Linked DNA regions of Mus musculus: region 2 is linked to region 1. The links are chromatin contacts, called in public capture Hi-C maps. All regions are on one chromosome and are shown on one strand. Each heading gives the region's core, a stretch centred on a gene start, on an enhancer-like site or on the middle of the called end of the contact. The rest is flanking DNA. Distances are from core to core; before and after follow the strand shown.

Evidence for each region. Capture Hi-C pulls out chosen DNA fragments and counts their contacts.
Region 2: a contact with region 1 is called in a capture Hi-C map of bone marrow-derived macrophages, with 6 times the contacts expected there. The contact joins two enhancer-like sites. A contact is called at or near these places in 2 of 39 promoter capture datasets (the C10 cell line and the HPC-7 cell line), 1 of 15 datasets of contacts at CTCF or cohesin (large pre-B cells), 2 of 484 Hi-C or Micro-C datasets (cerebral cortex and nephron progenitors) and 3 of 9 other capture datasets (adipose tissue, bone marrow-derived macrophages and liver).

Annotation. Positions count from the first base shown.
Region 1 is chr14:64,636,204-64,641,306 of GRCm38.p6, reverse strand. It overlaps Gm36924 (a long non-coding RNA gene), which reads right to left. Exons shown (of 3, transcript XR_383509.2): 3 at 3,122-3,307. Among named protein-coding and RNA genes, the nearest start is that of Kif13b, 14 kb to the left of the region's middle. Within about 2 kb of position 1,581, at least 206 of the 459 cell types and tissues checked have an H3K27ac peak or open chromatin away from gene starts, as enhancers often do. A contact at or near this core is called in adipose tissue, bone marrow-derived macrophages and liver, where this site is marked.
Region 2 is chr14:64,913,712-64,918,168 of GRCm38.p6, reverse strand. All of the region lies in intron 1 of Hmbox1 (homeobox containing 1), which reads left to right. Among named protein-coding and RNA genes, the nearest start is that of Hmbox1, 34 kb to the left of the region's middle. Within about 2 kb of position 2,053, at least 92 of the 459 cell types and tissues checked have an H3K27ac peak or open chromatin away from gene starts, as enhancers often do. A contact at or near this core is called in adipose tissue, bone marrow-derived macrophages and liver, where this site is marked.

The DNA of each region.
Region 1 (5,103 bases), core at 332-2,831:
GTCTCTGCCTCCCAAGTGCTGGGATTACGCCCGGCTGCTTTAAAGTTTTCTTAATCCTTTTGAAAAAATTGTCCTGAGCTTTTATTTCAATACCTTGAATAAGAGGCCAAACCCCTTGAAACTGGGTCAATCCTGACCACCAAAGAAAAAAGTCAATGGTGGAGAGAGGAAGAAAATGGCAAAATTCTGAATGAATACTCCAACTGTGGTGGTGCACACCTTTAACCCCAGCAAATCGGAAGGCAAAAGCAGGCAGATCTCTGAGTTTGAGGCCAGCCTGGCCTAAAGTATGCTTCAGGACAGCCAGGGCTATACAGAGAAACCCTGGAGAGAGAGGGGGGGGGGGCAGGCTGATGTCAGAGAGGAATCCCTATTGATGATTTCACCCCTGGATCCACTACTGACATTTTTAGACAAGCATAGTCACTCTAGTCAATACTGGTTACATATATAACTAATCAATGCAAAGGTTTTTTTTTTTTTTCTCAATCAAGAACCACAAAACAAACATGTTGTGTTCTACATTCTAGAATAAGGTGGCTCAGTGGATAAAAGCACTTGCTGCCAAGCCCGATGACCTGAGTTTGACCCCTGGAACCCACACAGTGGGAAGAAAAGAACTGACTTCTGTAAATTGTTCTCTGACCTCTACCATCAATCTGTGGCGTGCAAGTGCCTCCCCCCCACACACACAATAAATAAATGTAAAGGGAGTAGGGGTACAGCTCAGCGACACAATACGTGCTTAGCATAAGTGAAGCCTTAGGTGTGAGGCCCAGGAAAGGAAAGGAAAGGAAAGGAAAGGAAAGGAAAGGAAAGGAAAGGAAAGGAAAAACAAAAAACCCAACCAACCAACAAGCAAAACCAGACGTTTAGAAGATTGGGACTGGGGGTGCTCAACCGACAGTGCTTGCCTAGTGCACTCAAAACCCTGGATTGGATCTCAGTATCAAATAAAACCAGGCTTGGCTCTGACACATTGATCATCCTCATACTTAAGAGATAGAGGTAGAAGAACAGAAGTTTAAGGCCAGCCTGGGCCATGAAGCAAGATCCTGTTTCAAAATATAGAAAATAAAGTGTTGTTGTTGTTGTTGTTTCAAGATAATTATGCCTCTAAAAGGAAGCCCGTAGAATCTTTCCCATGATACTGGGCCAGTAATTAAGAGCTTGTTTTCCCAGGACTGTGTCACCTTTGGTGGCTGGTGGGTAGGGGTGAGGCCTGAACTTAGGAGGAAGAAAAAAAAATCCACTCTGAGTCACCTTGATGGAATAGGTGCAGTCAGGAAGCTTGAGGGTGGGGTTCCAGAGCCTTCCTTGGTTCAAAGCAAAGGGAAGACAGGGAAAATGCCCAGACCAGGACAGAAGCCACTTAACGGCAAAGTTTTCTAACCAGGGGACATGAAACAGTTAAAGAAAAAAAACCAAGACAGCTGAGGCCAAGGGGCTGTGTAATAGTCACACACAGGAAGTGTCACAGGGTTCGTCTGTCTGTGCCACGCAAGAAGGGAGACTGGTTTCAGCTGGGCTGCAGCCTGCAAGCTGTTCTTCCTACCAGAAAGCCAGGAGCCAGGGAACCTCCCAGGGCCGCCCATGACTCATTCCCAGGCAGCTGAGGCAGGCCAGAAACAGAGGCACAGCTGTGTTCTGCTCACACCCTGCATCTTCCATGTCCTGCGTCTTCATGGGAAGGAACAAGGTCTCCTCAGAAAGAGAGACCGAGTTAACCAGGAATCGCTAGTCTAGGCAAACACGAGGCATGTGTAGAAAACTAGAGAAAAAATACAAGTGAATCTCAAGCAAAGAAATCTTCATGGATACATTGAGTTTTGAGGAACTCGCCCAGAGTCGTCTGTGTTGGGAGAGCAAGGACTCAACTCAGGAACAGATAGAGACCGGGCATTACTTATTTTATTTTTAAATTACTTTTATTTATTTGAATCAAGCATAGCATCTTTCTTTCTTTCTTTCTTTCTTTCTTTCTTTCTTTCTTTCTTTCTTTCTTCTTCTTCTTCTTCTTCTTCTTCTTCTTCTTCTTCTTCTTCTTCTTCTTCTCTTCCTCCTCCTCTTCCTCCTTCTTCTCCTTCTATTTAACTTTTTATTGATTCTTTGTGAATTTTGGATCATGTACCCTGTGATGGTTTGTATATTCTTGGACCAGGGAGTGGCACCATTTGGAGGTGTGGCCTTGTTGGAATAGGTGTGGCCTGGTTGGAGTAGGTGTGTCACCATGGGTGTGGGTTTAAGACTCTCACCCCAGTTGCCTAGAAGTCAGTCTTCCACTAGCAGCCTTTGGATGAAGACATAGAACTCTCAGCTCTGCCTGTGCCATGCCTGCCTGGATACTGCCATGCTCCCACCTTGATGATAATGGACTGAACCTCTGAACCTGTAAGCCAGCCCCAATTAAATGTTTTTTTATAAGACTTGCCTTGATCATGGTGTCTGTTCACAGCAGTAAAACCGTAACTAAGACATACCCCAATCCCATTCATCAATCTGTCCCTTCATACGCACCCTTCCCCCTTGCAACCTGCCTCCCCAAAGGAAAAAAAAAATCTCGTTGTGGAAGCTGTAGTGTGTCACAGTGTGTCCCGCAGTATACCCTCTTGTCCACACTTCTTCATTTGCAAATGTTCATTGCAGTGACTCATTGATCTGATTTGAAGCCCCTGGCTTCTGCTACCCCATCAATATTGGTTCCTCACTGGGACTCCTCTCAGATATGTTGTTGCCCTGTGTCATAGAGATCTTGCAGCTTTGAATCTGTAGGACTGGCTCTTTGACATGCTCCAGCAGTTCATAGATGGGGTAGATGTTGGGGTGGGCCAACTCAAAGCCCTGGATCTGGGCCTAAGTAGTAGCTGAACTAGTCAACCGGCCAGCCTCTCACACCCACACAACCAGGGCAAGCTCTTCAGCACTGCCAGGGCTAGCTCACCCAATGCCACAGCTAGCAATGAACAGAGAATGGCTCACTTTAATCTCAGCACTTGGGAGGCAGAGACTGGTGGATCTTTGCCAGTTTGGGGCCAGCTGGGCTACATTGTAACCCCTATTTCCAAAACAAAACATGTGATTATTTATTTATTTATTTATTTATTCATCCATTCTCTCATTGGTAGGGTGGGGTGTTGCATACTTACTGCAAAGTGCATGCATGTGGAAGTCAGAGGCTCTCAGTTGTCTCCTACTACGTGGGGCTTCAGGGTGGAACTCAGGTCATCAGGGTTGGTAACAAACATCTTTATCCACCGAGTCATCTGACCAGCACAGACTTTTCTCTTTCACTGTGTGAAAGCGACTCCTGCAGAACAAATTGAAAATGGCATTCAGAAAACATAGACCTTTAGCCAGGCAGTGATGTCCTGCATCTATCCTGGTCCTCTCAGCATGGAAGCAGGAGGATCAGGAGTTTGAGACCATCCAAAACTGGCTGCTATGTTCAAGACCAGCCTGTGTTATGTGAGTCCCTGTCTCAAAAGAAAGAAAAGGAAAGAACGACAACAACAACAACAATAACATTTGCCGGTGTGCATATACTACTATAATCTACAAATTGGGACAAATCTGCAGTTAGTGCTACACTCAGGGTTAAAGTCCTAAAGGAGTCTTAACAAATCAAAAAAGCCACACAGAGGTCAAGAGGAATTTTGGCAGAGGTTACTCAACTGACTGTTTCCAACGGAAGTTCTGTGCTAGCCACTAAGCATGTGAGAACGATCAGGCTCCCCAAGAAAGCCACACTCAGCAGCAGCCAGGCTCTTCAAATCTTGCTCAACATGACATACCAAAGCCATTGTTTAAACACAACTTTGACATATCATTTTTTTTCCACCTAACAACTTGACAGACTTTAAAAAAAAAAAAAAGAGTTATTTTACATTCACTAATTTGAGGAGATGCACACATGGAGGTCAGACAACTTGTGGTAGTCAGCTCTCTTTCCACGATACGGGCTTCAGGGGATCAAACTCATGTCCTCCAGCTTGCTGGCAAAGGCAAATTACCTTTATTCACAAGCCATTTCACAGCCGATTTGGCAAGTGTTTAAATGTTAGTGCCTTGGCTTTAGTTTGAGTAAGGTGACTGTCTTTTTTTAGAGGGACAGCCAGGACATAATTGTATTAGACAAAAACTCTATATGTAATCTATAAAAATTATATATGTTATTGCTAAATATAAAACATGAAAAATATGGTTATTTTGTGTCTTTTATTCTATTATTTATTTTCTGTTACATACATAGTGCTGATAAACAAAGTCACATACATCTATTTGACAGAGGCAATTAATAAGGCAAGTCATTTTAATATAGCATGTAGATCTGGGGATCATCTGCCTACATACAATCACAGCAATTGGGAGAGGGGTATAAAGGCAGGGGGCTACAAGTTCAAGTCCAGACGTGGACTATACAATGAGTTCTAGGCCAGCCTGAACCACATAGTGAGACTTAAGAAAACATAACATAGACTGGTTATCATAGCACTTGCCTTTAATCCCAGCACTCAGGAGGCAGAGGCAGGCCAGTTTCTGAGTTCGAGGCCAGTCTGGTCTACAAAGTGAGTTCCAGGATAGCCAGGTCTATACAGAGAAACCCTGTCTCGAAAAACACCAAAAAAAAAAAAAAATTACTTTCAGAATTATTTGCTTTACTTTATGTGTATGAGTATTTGGGCTACATGCATGTCTGTGTACCACATGCATGCTTGATGCCCTCAGAGGTCAGAAGTAGTCACCATATCCCCTGGAACTGGGACATGCTATGCCACACCCACAAGTGCTTGAGAGAACTACTTTGGACTGAGAAATGAACTCAGGTCCTCTGCAAGAACACAGTGTTGAGCCATCTCTCTAGCCCATATATGTATTATATACACTGTAGCTGTCTTCAGACACACCAGAAAAGGGCATCAGATCTCATTACGGATGGCTGTGAGCCATCATGTGGTTGCTGGGATTTGAACTCAGGACCTTCAGAAGAGCAGTCAATGCTCTTAACCGCTGAGCCATCTCTCCAACCCCACTTATATATTTTTGAGATACACGACTGTAATACATTTTCAAAAGACAGCATAAATATGATAGGACTGATAAACA
Region 2 (4,457 bases), core at 804-3,303, 280 kb before region 1:
TAGACTGTGGGGAGTTAGCCTTGTCAGGTTGGCAGGAAGGGGTCCCTTGGGAAATGATAAAGTACGGGTCTGAAGGCTAGGTATCACATAAAGAAAGAAGAACTATCAAGCCCAGACAAGAGGGATATCTTGTGCAAAAGAGCCGCCATTGCAGGAGGGGACATGCAGACTGTAAGAGAATTGAAGGAGAGTGGGAGTTGGCATAGAGATCACAATTTACTGGGTTCTGACCACCGAGGCTGAGGAACCCGTGTTTGTTTTAATGAGTTCCCTGTGTCATGTAGACATGTTCACGTCTGAGTGACTCCGGCTTTATTATACCAGTGGCTTCCTAGTTCACCCAGACAGTTCATGAAACTAAGGGATCTGCTAACTCCATTCACAAGTCATCAGGTTATCTCACGCAGGGAGCTTTATCACTTTTAAGGAATAAAGGAAGAGTTCACCAAGCTGGTGGCCTTTGGCCTAGGTTTTATTAATGGGTTGACTTTCCACAAAGAAGTTACTGTAAAGAAATGAAGAGAGAATGGAATGCTACCCCTTAGTGTAAATACTTTGTCTTACTGTAGCCCTTGTACATGACATTTATTTCTAGAGTGTCATTCTCACACAGTCTTAATGTTACAGAAGTCTGGTAGCTTCTAAAGCTTTGTTTAGTTAGATCTGTGCTTGTCCTATTAGGTTAGAGCTCTAGGCATCATTTTCTGTTTTGCAGAGAAAGCCAGATGTGGCAGGTTGATTTGTACACAGTCACATTTCAACACTTCCCAACCTCCATTTCCCAACCACTGCAATGAGGAATAGATAGCAGAGTCTGTTGTCTGGAATGCGAAGTTGATGGAGTAAGAACTCTGCTAGTAACTTGAGGCAGAAGACGCTGCTTAGTGAAGGGAAGGTGAATGGGCAGGAGAAGTATTTTCAGTGAAGACAGAAGGTGGCGTTTGGAGAAGTAGAAGTAGGATAAGCCGGGCGTGGTGGCACACGCCTTTAATCCCAGCACTCGGGAGGCAGAGGCAGGCGGATTTTTGAGTTCAAGGCCAGCCCGATCTACAAAGTGAGTTCCAGGACAGCCAGGGCTACACAGAGAAACCCTGTCTCGAAAAACCCAAAAAAAAAAAAAAAAAAAAGTAGGATAAAATGTCTCTGTTACACATTATTTTGCTTTGTTTAAAATTAAAAATTTCCCGTGTTTAAGTGTTTGTAAAACCTGCCTTACCTACATTGTGGGGCATTTGAATTTCAAATGAATACATGAAGGTGTATGAAAAATATAAGGATCAAACATAAAATTAAACTACCTAGCTCCTGAGATAGGTAGACGACAAACAGGGTATAGTAAATGAGTTATGCTGGTTTCGTGTCTGTTACCCCACGGATTCATATCAACATGGAGTTTCATCTTCAGAGTCTCTGAAGTCACTCCCTGCTACTCTTAGAAACACACTTCTTCCTGGCAATATTCATCTTCACATATGAATTCACATTACCTAAAGATGGCCTTTGGTTTCTGGTTTTGTTTTTTTTTTTTAATGGTTTAGCAAGTATTATGGTTTTAGTACAAACTCCATCTCTTAAAAATGGCACATCTGTATATTTAGAACTATTATTTTTGTGCTATAGGGCATACGTGGATTGTATATATTATTTTAATTCTGGACAAAATTGAAAAAGGAAAACTGAAAGTTGAATTAAGATAAATACTTTGTTATATTTTTAGAATAGGGCAAGATGTCTTTAACTTTTAAAAAAGGAAGCAACTCTGTATTTGACTGTTCTGTAATTTTCTGCCAGCGTGTTACAAGGATATGCTTATGCCTTCCGGTGTGTTCCCCAGCTCTCTTATCATTCTTCTAATTGTCCTTCTTTTTAATGTGAACAATCTGGGAGGCAGGGGTACGCACAGGCATAGAATCAAGAACACACATCATTGCTTGATGGCTAGAAAAGCAGTATTTTAAAGTGGTTGAAGGATTGTACTCTGTAGAGTAAGTGTGGATCCCAGCAGAGCTCGAGTGACCTCTTTGCTCATCCTCATGGTTCCTCCACTTCCCGTGTGGTGAGCAATAGGGCCACATTTTAGAATGCCCTGACATTCCTTTTGGCTTTCTCTTTGGAGTGCTGGTTTCTGTTTCTTTTCCTCTTTGTATCACATGTTTAGAGATTTGCTGTGAAACTGTGTCTGGGCTTCAGGGCCTGGGGACAGTTGGAATGTGGCAGCTACTTCCTGCTTGCACAACCAAGCTTCTAGAGCCTGATGAGGATTTTGAGGACCCCCTGAGTGGAATGGTGCATGGATTTGAGGACAGAGATGAAGAGTTTTTTGCTGTTGTTGTTTTGTGGTTTCAAGACAGGGTTTCTCTATATAGCCTGGCTGTACTGGAACTCACTCTGTAGATCAGGCCAGCGTTGAACTCAGACTTCCACCTGCCTCTGCCTCCCAAATTAAAGGTGTGTGCCACCCACCACACACAGCCAAGAAGTGAAGAATTTTTGCTCACAGCCTTCTTTATTCTGTTCCTTTGTGGTACCTCCTTACTGTCTCTGCATTTGGGTCCCCTGTGAGGGACAGCCGGGCCATGCTGGGAATGTATGTTCAGAGCTTCAGCCTTTAGCACCAGAAGCCCAAGGCAGATTTCGAGATCCCTCCTTCCTGCTCAGTTTCAGTCTGCCCCTATCTTGAAAAGATCTTTATCTTTTGAATCTACCCTTTTACTTCTTCAGAGCTCACAACCAGTCCAAAGAGCCAGATGGCAAAGGATGCCATTTCTTTCATTGTCTTGTTTCCTGATCCCCACTCCACCCCTAGCTTCCTGTTGAACTAGCACTTTGAACTCCAAGGCAAAATGCTGTAGATGTGGAGTACATAGGCTTGAACCCAGGACCTGCTGAATACTAGCTAAGTACTTTACCTTTGAGTTCTAGCTGTTGTCTCCAATGGGAAATTCTTTTTTTCTTTTTTGTTTTGTTTTCGGGACAGGGTTTCTCTGTATAGCCCTGGCTGTCCTGGAACTCACTCTGTAGACCAGGCTGGCCTCGAACTCAGAAATCCGCCTGCCTCTGTCTCCCAAGTGCTGGGATTAAAGGTGTGCACCACCACTGCCCGGCGATTATTTCTGATCTTTTGTGCTGAAAAGAATAACCTTGAATTGAAGTTACCTTGCCCCCTGTGTGACTGTCTTCTTGGGTCTATCTCCAGAACTGGAATTGCTAGGTAGAAAGTTATAGGCATTATCATTTGAATGTTATCACCCTTTTTTTTTTTTACTTAATAACTGCAGGGGTTATTTGTTGTTGCCATTGTGTGTTCTTAGTCCTTGGTGTGTACTCTGGGCTTGTCTTTTTGGTGAACTAGCTTTGTGAGCATCTGATTGTATTTGATGACTGTTCCAGTAATGCCCTTGCAACAGAAAATAAGCAGGGGGTGAGAGAAAAAAGGAGATGGTTTTCTCTCACAATATAGGAGAGATACATATCTCCTCCAGCCTCTTTGAGCCTTAGAACTAAACTAACATGTTACTGAGAGAAAAGCACACACATTTTATTTGGTGATTTTTTTCCCCAATGGGAGCGCTCCCAAGAAAAAACGAGGGCCCCAAGAAGCAGTTAGAACCAAAAGCTGTCTTAGACAAATAAAAAGCTTTCAATCAAGGCAGCTAATCTTGGAAGAGTGACTAAGCAGATAAGGTTAGTTGAACAGGGTTTGTTTGTGTAGATTGCTTCCATCCTGGACTCCCGATAAGAATGTCTTCCTTCCTCTGGTATGGGGGCAGGGGTACCTTTCTCATGGGAGTTCTATCTCCTGCTCTTATGAAAGTGCCCTTCTTAAAGTGCTGCCTTCAGAGTGCTTTTAACTAAAATAATTAACATGAAAAATCAGTATGTTTAGCATGCTGTAAGTCATGGTGCTGTTTTTCTTGAGCGGGAACAATACGAATAATGTTCTGCCGTGAGACAAATCACAGTCTGAGTTAAGCTCACTGGTCAGCACTGGCAGGCACTTAGTGTCTGTAGAATTGAGTGACTGTGGTTACCTGCCTGTAGTGACTCAGAGAAAGCATGCCTTGAACGCATGAGAAATTACAAAGTTTGTTGATGAATGTAGATCTTGTTTCTATTAAAAACACTGATATATAGGTACAGTCTCAAAATTGCAGATACTGTGTAGGTTAATCAGTGTGCATGCATCAGAGTGCAGCAGTAGTGATGTATGCCTTTAATCCTAGCACTTGAGAGGCAGAGTTCAAGACTAGCCTGGTCTACAGAGTGAGTTCCAGGACAGCCAGGGTTACACAGAGAAACCCTGTCTCAAAGAACCCAAAAAATAAAAAGAAAACAAACAAGCAAGCCAGTGTACAACCACAGGATTGACTCAACTATACCCTCAAAGAACAAAATTGACAATTTAGGAGCCCGGGGAGATGGCTCAGTTGGTAAAGTGCTTACCGCATAAGCCTGAG